Linked DNA regions of Mus musculus: region 1 is linked to region 2. A link is a contact called in public promoter capture Hi-C data. All regions are on one chromosome and are shown on one strand. Each heading gives the region's core, a stretch centred on a gene start, on an enhancer-like site or on the middle of the called end of the contact. The rest is flanking DNA. Distances are from core to core; before and after follow the strand shown.

Region 1 (3,118 bases), core at 188-2,687, 220 kb before region 2:
GAGTATAATGCCAAGCAAGAATACTCCCAACTTATCTGAAATGTGATTAAAATATCCCTTTAAAATGTTCTTTGTAGAGTTGTTTAATCCTAGGGGTTTGAATGTTTTGCTTGCACATTTGTATACACGCCATGTGGATTCCTGGTGCCCATGGAGGTCAGAAAAGGGCATCAGATCCCTTGGAACTACAGTTAAGATGGTTGTGGGCAAATCACAATGGATGCTGGAAATCAAACCAGAAGAGCAACAAATGCTCTACACTGCGGAGCCCCCAAATTCTCAAACATCTGCATAAAGCCAAATTTCTTTCAAGTAACTTCACAAAAAATAGAATACAGAAGCAAATATGAGAATCCAACTCTTTTGCTAAGATATTGAAGGAATTTACAAAAAAAGAAAAAAAAGTATTTACTTTGCAGCTCTTTTGGTATTAAAATTTTTTCATAAAAAATAACTTAACTTTATATGGGTTTATCACTTTAAAATGTGATAATAAACATTGAGTTTTGTACTTTTAAGTATGGTAAACATTGTCACAATAACCCAAATGCTCCTCAGTAATCTATGGCCTGGATTACAAGACTTCAGGAAACCTTCCTGACCACATGGTAGCCTTCATTCAGAAATGACAGTAGGGCTGAAGAGATGGCTCAGCGACTAAGAGCACTGGCTGCTCTTGCAGAAGACCTAGGTTCAATTCGAAGTACCCACGTGGTGACTCACAACCATCTATAACTCTAGTCCCAGAGGATCTGATGCCCTCTCTGAAGTCCTTCCTCAGGCACTCAGCCCACACGTGGTGTACATAAATACCATCAGGCAAAATACTCTCCACATGAAATAATAAAATAGCATACATTTCAGAAAAGAAGAAAAAATGGCATGCTAGACACTTCTCTTCATCTTTTCAGACCGACTTCTGACAATATTCTATAAAACTCACTACTGAAAAAAACAAAGATAGGGAAACCTGCTGGCTCCAGATATGTTCCCTGCTCCAGATGTGCCAGGCCACTGGGGACTGTGGCATTTGGAAAGGACACTCTTTTTGGCTGTATATGAGACAGACCTTTTAGTTGGTTAGCCCAAATAACCAGCAACATGATGCTACAAAGAGCCAGAGAGATGAGTAAGTGGTTAAGAGCACTTGCTGCTCTTGAAGAGAGACTCTTCCAGTTCTCAGCGCCCACATAACAGCTCACAACGGTCTGTCACTCCAGTCCCAGGGGATCTAACACCCTCTTCTGGCCTCCACGGCACCAGGCAAGCACATGGTGCACACGCATAAAACACACAGCCAAAACACTCATACACATAAAATAAAGACACACAAATCTCTTAAAGAAGATGGGGGTGGCTGGCAGATTAGGAGTGTTGCTGAAGCTCTGTGGCCAGCTCCCCTGGGACAGCTGAGGGGACTGTAATGAACAGCTGTGTTCATAAGGCCTGAATCCTTGGCAATTGCTGCAGAAAGCCCTCTAGGGACCACTCTGCTTTGAATGCAGCAGTTACTAATTCTAAAACAAGAGGAAAGCTTGCCAAGACAATCCAAGTGACCAGACCATCTCTGTCACTGCTCTCTGGCTTTCCTTGAGGCTCTAATGCACTCTCAGAAGTGGGAAGCCAGTGAGATGGCCCCTGACTAGAGGCCACTGGTGTGACTTCATCTGACCTTATGTGGTTGCCTGAGACTGGATGGATCCATGGCTTGCCACTCTTGCTACCTCAGACTCCTGGCCTTGTTTGCCTAGACTCCGGCAACTTTAGCTTGCTCCTGGCCTTCCCAGACCACCCTCTTCCACTTTCTTCCAGGCAAGTCTTCCAATAATTAATCCAGTCTCAGACGACAAAAAACAAGCAAAGATAATAAAAATGACTTTACAGCAACAGAATAGCTACTGCACTATGAGGTGACTTTAGACCATGTATTCCAAAAAGCTGGAAGGAATTATGAGTATGACACATGTTTGTGATAGCTACAGTTGACATACACAAAGTATGCATAGATGGAAACATCATTGTGCTTTTAAAGTGTCCACTACAAAATAGACTTAATTTTATAAGTATTTTATTAAGGATGAACAAAGGAAGTCAAACTCAATTGTTAATGGGTTTATGTTATAACAGTAATAAGTTATAACCACATATTAATGAATTCTTAAATACAACATAATTTTTCAGTCAAAAGTTAGGTCATAGCCTGGCAAGATACTACAGCATCTGCACTTCAGGGGGTTTTGTTGTTGTTGTTATTGTTTTGTTTTGTTTTTATACAGGGTTTCTCTGTGTAGCCCTGGTTGTCCTGGACTTGCTTTGTAGACCAGGCTGGCCTTGAACTCATAGAAATCCACCTGCCTCTGCCTCTGCCTCTGCCTCTGCCTCTGCCTCTGCCTCCCAAGTGCTTGGAATTTAAGGCGTGCGCCACTGCATGTGGCCTTGCACTTTATGTTTTTAAGAGGTAAATAATTATAGAATGAAAAACAACAAAACCTTCAAAACTAAAATACACAAATCAGGAGCCACACTCTGCACTGTGGCTGGCAGAGGTAAGCCATTGGAACAGGACACATATTTAATCAGAACCAAGTCCAACATGTCTTAGGCAGTTTTCTGAGGACAAGGATTACAAAGTCTCACAAATATGAATTAAGTCATCAGAAAGAAAACATTAAATAATCATTAGCATCTCATGCTTGCCAAGGACAATGTAACAAAAGGCTAAACAGAAATCTTATTAAAGTATTAACTTTTGAGTACCTAAAAAAAATTAGATCAAATCGTTTTCCCCCACTGATCGTTATTAATACTGTATCTCTTCTGTCTTCCCTAGACATGTGGGTCTGCAAGTTCAGATAAATTTTAAGTATTTGAATGTGTACACAAGGTAGTAAGCACCTCCGAGAAGCTCGTGTTCTAGGTGTGAAAACAGCAGGCACAAACTAAACAAGTCAAGCACCTCGCAAGGCTGCAGGATGCGGCTGAGAAAGGTAAACAGGTGTAGTGAGAATGGAGAGCGCTCTGGCCAGAACGCCCAGCAGAGACCAGCCACCAAGAGCCACGGCATCCTGTCTAAAGCTGGGAGACATAACAGCCCAGATGGTCTTTGATGTTGTTCTTC
Region 2 (3,240 bases), core at 619-3,118:
AAATTAAACAACAGCATATGACTATTGGGCAGATCTTCAAACCATAGCAAGTGATTAGTGGGCAAGCGGAAATGCAGGCAGAGCTCTGAGTTTCTGGGACCCTCCTCAGCCCCCAGGGCCAATCAGGATTTTAAAGATTCCTAAAGACCTTGCCTCCTTGCAGGCTCTGTAAAGGGCTTCGGGCCAACTTCCTTGGGGTGTCTAGCGGTGCTTAAAGGAAACACCTGAATAGGACAGAGCAGTAAGAGCAACAACATTGTTCCCAGGGAGGCTGAGAGGATCCGAGGGTCCTGGATGCTGAGGGGCCACAGGAACTGAAGCCTGGCCTTTGTGTGCCTTTCAGGCATCATGGCCTTGGAAACAGCATGAGGGCATTGCAGTAGGCCTGTGACAGGTGATGAGGCCCTGCATCCTAGCCCACACTGACTGGGGTCTAACCTAGCCTATACTGAGGCTATTGTAAGTCTGAACGGCTTCTCTCTCTCTCTCTCTCAATCTCTCTCTCTCTCTCTCTCTCTCTCTCTCTCTCTCTCTCTCTCCCTCCCTCTCTCCTCTTTCTTACTCCATACCTATTTACAAACCTGTGGGCTTTTTGCATGCTAGGCACGGTGCTGTGCCACTGAGCAACAGCCCCAGCCCTCCTCAGCTTTAAAGGAAACACCATTGCAGCCCTTGTCACATAGGATGGGCAGGAGAACTGTGCCTGGTAAGACATGAGACCTGCCCGGAGCTAAATCAATGAATGAGGATAGTCCCACACTGCATCTTTTGCCACACAAAGTCTCTAGGTCTCTGCTCCCTCATCCTCAATCATATATCTACTGACCTGCCTCTGAGATTTGCACTCTGGGCTCTCTCCTCCAGGGGTGCTCCAGGGCCAGCCTCACCTCTGCATATAAGCCCTCCCGATCTCTGAAGCTTCATCCTGATCTCACCTCACTTTCCCTATATCTGTCTCCAAGTCCCGGCTCACCAGCAATTTTTTGCCTTATATTACTGTATCAGACAACCAAGGCCTTGTCTCAGCCCCTGGAGCAGGAGGCCAACAACCTAAGAGCACAGATGCCCCTCCCTGTACCCCCTCCTGGTCTCTCTGTGAGAGTGTGAGTGCACGCACACACACACATACACACCACACCAGCCAGCCCTGACAGTCACTAAATACCCAGAAGAGAGATGGACAGATGACGTCTTGGAAGCAACATAGACAGGGATTCAGGATTCTCCCTGCTCGCTCATTTATTCTGTGACCTGCTGCGATTTACTTCCCTGCGCTGAGTCTTGGTCTATTCCTGACCCAAGATGGGCATTGAAGCACTTACCCACCCAACCTCTAGTTCCTGAAAGAATCACAGCTATACAGCATTGGCCTTACCCTATTATCGCTAACAGGCACAGAGTTCGAGGGGTAAAACAAGAAAGGTCTCCTCACAAGATCTTGGGTCCTCTCCTCATTGGAAAATAGGTTGAACAGAAATAGCTGGCAGGTGCTCTTACTGTCACAGCAGGACCAGCCTTCTGAGACGTGGGCTCCTTAGGGCTCTTCATCCACCAGCCGCTTCCATGTTGAACCTCATCTGGGTCCAGCCCTGTCTCTCCCAACTCCCTCCTCAGACACTCTGCCCCAGTCAGAACCTACCTTAGCTGGACCACAGTTGTCCACGTCCCCAGACCCTCCAGCCAATGAGCTCCTGAGGTCCTGTTCAGGAGGCCAGCAACCCCAAGGACCAGATGTCCCAAAGGAGCCAAAGAGAGCTTGTCGTCCTGACTGTCCACTCTAGAGATCTGCAGAAAAAGTTCTTCCTCACACAGCTAGTCCTGTCCCTCCCCTTCCTTCCCCTTCCCCTTCCTCATGGCCCACAAAGCCCCTCCCAGGCATATCCTGCTGAGGCTTTTTTTTTTTTTTCAAAGAAGTGGGTGTGGTCACTCACTGTCCCTGGGGGTTCCTTATTCTGGCCTAATGCAAGTGACCTGTCTGGAGGGATGAACATTTCCACAAGGGATGGATATGTCCACTCTCATGCTGATGAGGTTCTGAAGCAGAAATCTAGCCTTTCCAAAGGTCCAGGTACCCCACTTATGTCCCATCCTACGGTGGGCATGAGGGACCAGATGTCTGTTAACCTCCTGACATCTGACATGCACAGGCTGAACTATTTCACACCAAACCAGCATCTCTGTCACCTCAGAACAGAAACCCTGTGTCATCCCAGCATCTGTCCCCCACATTTGCATCTTAGACCACATCAAGTCTGCTCAGCACTGCCTCCCCAGCCTGTGGGCTCTGTCCTGAGCTGTGACAAAGCCTGTCCTTGAGCCACTTCCTTAATCTCACCCCTGAGTAGCTCCTCACTGCAGCCTCTCCGCACCCTAGTGAAGGTTCTTAACTACCCAGGCTGCCAGGTGTGGTGGTCCATGCCTTTGATCCAGATGCTTTGGAGGCAGAAGCAGAGGCAGGGGCAGAGGCAGAGGCAGAGGCAGAGGCAGAGGCAGAGGCAGAGGCAGAGGCAGAGGCAGAGGCAGAGGCAGAGGCAGAGGCAGAGGCAGAGGCAGAGGCAGAGGCAGAGGCAGAGGCAGAGGCAGAGGCAGAGGCAGAGGCAGAGGCAGAGGCAGAGGCAGAGGCAGAGGCAGATCTGTGAGTTCAAGGCCAGCCTTGTCTACATATCCAGATCCAGACCAGCCAGGGCTGCATATTGCTAGCCTGTCTCTAAACAGACAAACAAAAACCATCGAGGCCATGGGACTCTCCTTCCAATGTTTTTCTTGGGTCATCTCTCTTCTCGGGGAAGAATAGGAAACAGGGCAAAGGGGCAAGAGGAAAAGCTGGGCAGGAATGTCAAGAAGGGACCAGTGGTCAGTGGTGGCAAATGTCAAGGCTAGGGAAGGACAGTTTGGGCACTGAGAGGAAGCTCCACCTCCTTGGCCTCCTCTCATTCCACCTCCCTCTTCCCCTCCTCCTCTATCTCAGACTTGAAATAAAAAACACAGGAACATCTCCAACACACTTTTTAGGCCTCTTTTAAAAAGTCACAGACTCTATGGTCACATCCTATTGGTAAATTGGCTCTGGAGAGTGTCAGGCAGATCAATAGTGATACTGTCTTTGAAGCACCTAGATCCAGTCATGCCTAAAACCCTGTTGCCTAATCTACTTCTAGTCAGCTCATCTATGTGATCCAAATTTCCCTGCCTTTTAAAGATTAAAGTTTTGATTTTTTTTTTTTTAATGTGGGCTTCTAT

Evidence for each region. Promoter capture Hi-C pulls out the DNA fragments that hold promoters and counts their contacts.
Region 1: a contact with region 2 is called in a promoter capture Hi-C map of pre-B cells, with 3 times the contacts expected there. The contact joins the enhancer-like site here to the promoter of Pik3r6 in region 2. A contact is called at or near these places in 19 of 39 promoter capture datasets (the 3T3-L1 cell line, 3T3-L1-derived adipocytes, the C10 cell line and 13 more), 2 of 484 Hi-C or Micro-C datasets (B cells and beige adipocytes) and 1 of 115 datasets of contacts at active chromatin or transcription factors (large pre-B cells).

What each region holds. Positions count from the first base shown.
Region 1 is chr11:68,717,615-68,720,732 of GRCm38.p6, reverse strand. The region is part of intron 2 of Myh10 (myosin, heavy polypeptide 10, non-muscle); the gene reads right to left. Among named protein-coding and RNA genes, the nearest start is that of Myh10, 27 kb to the right of the region's middle. Within about 2 kb of position 1,437, at least 33 of the 459 cell types and tissues checked have an H3K27ac peak or open chromatin away from gene starts, as enhancers often do. A contact at or near this core is called in pre-B cells, where this site is marked.
Region 2 is chr11:68,501,647-68,504,886 of GRCm38.p6, reverse strand. It overlaps Pik3r6 (phosphoinositide-3-kinase regulatory subunit 5), which reads right to left and starts at 1,868. Exons shown (of 20, transcript NM_001081566.2): 1 at 1,640-1,868.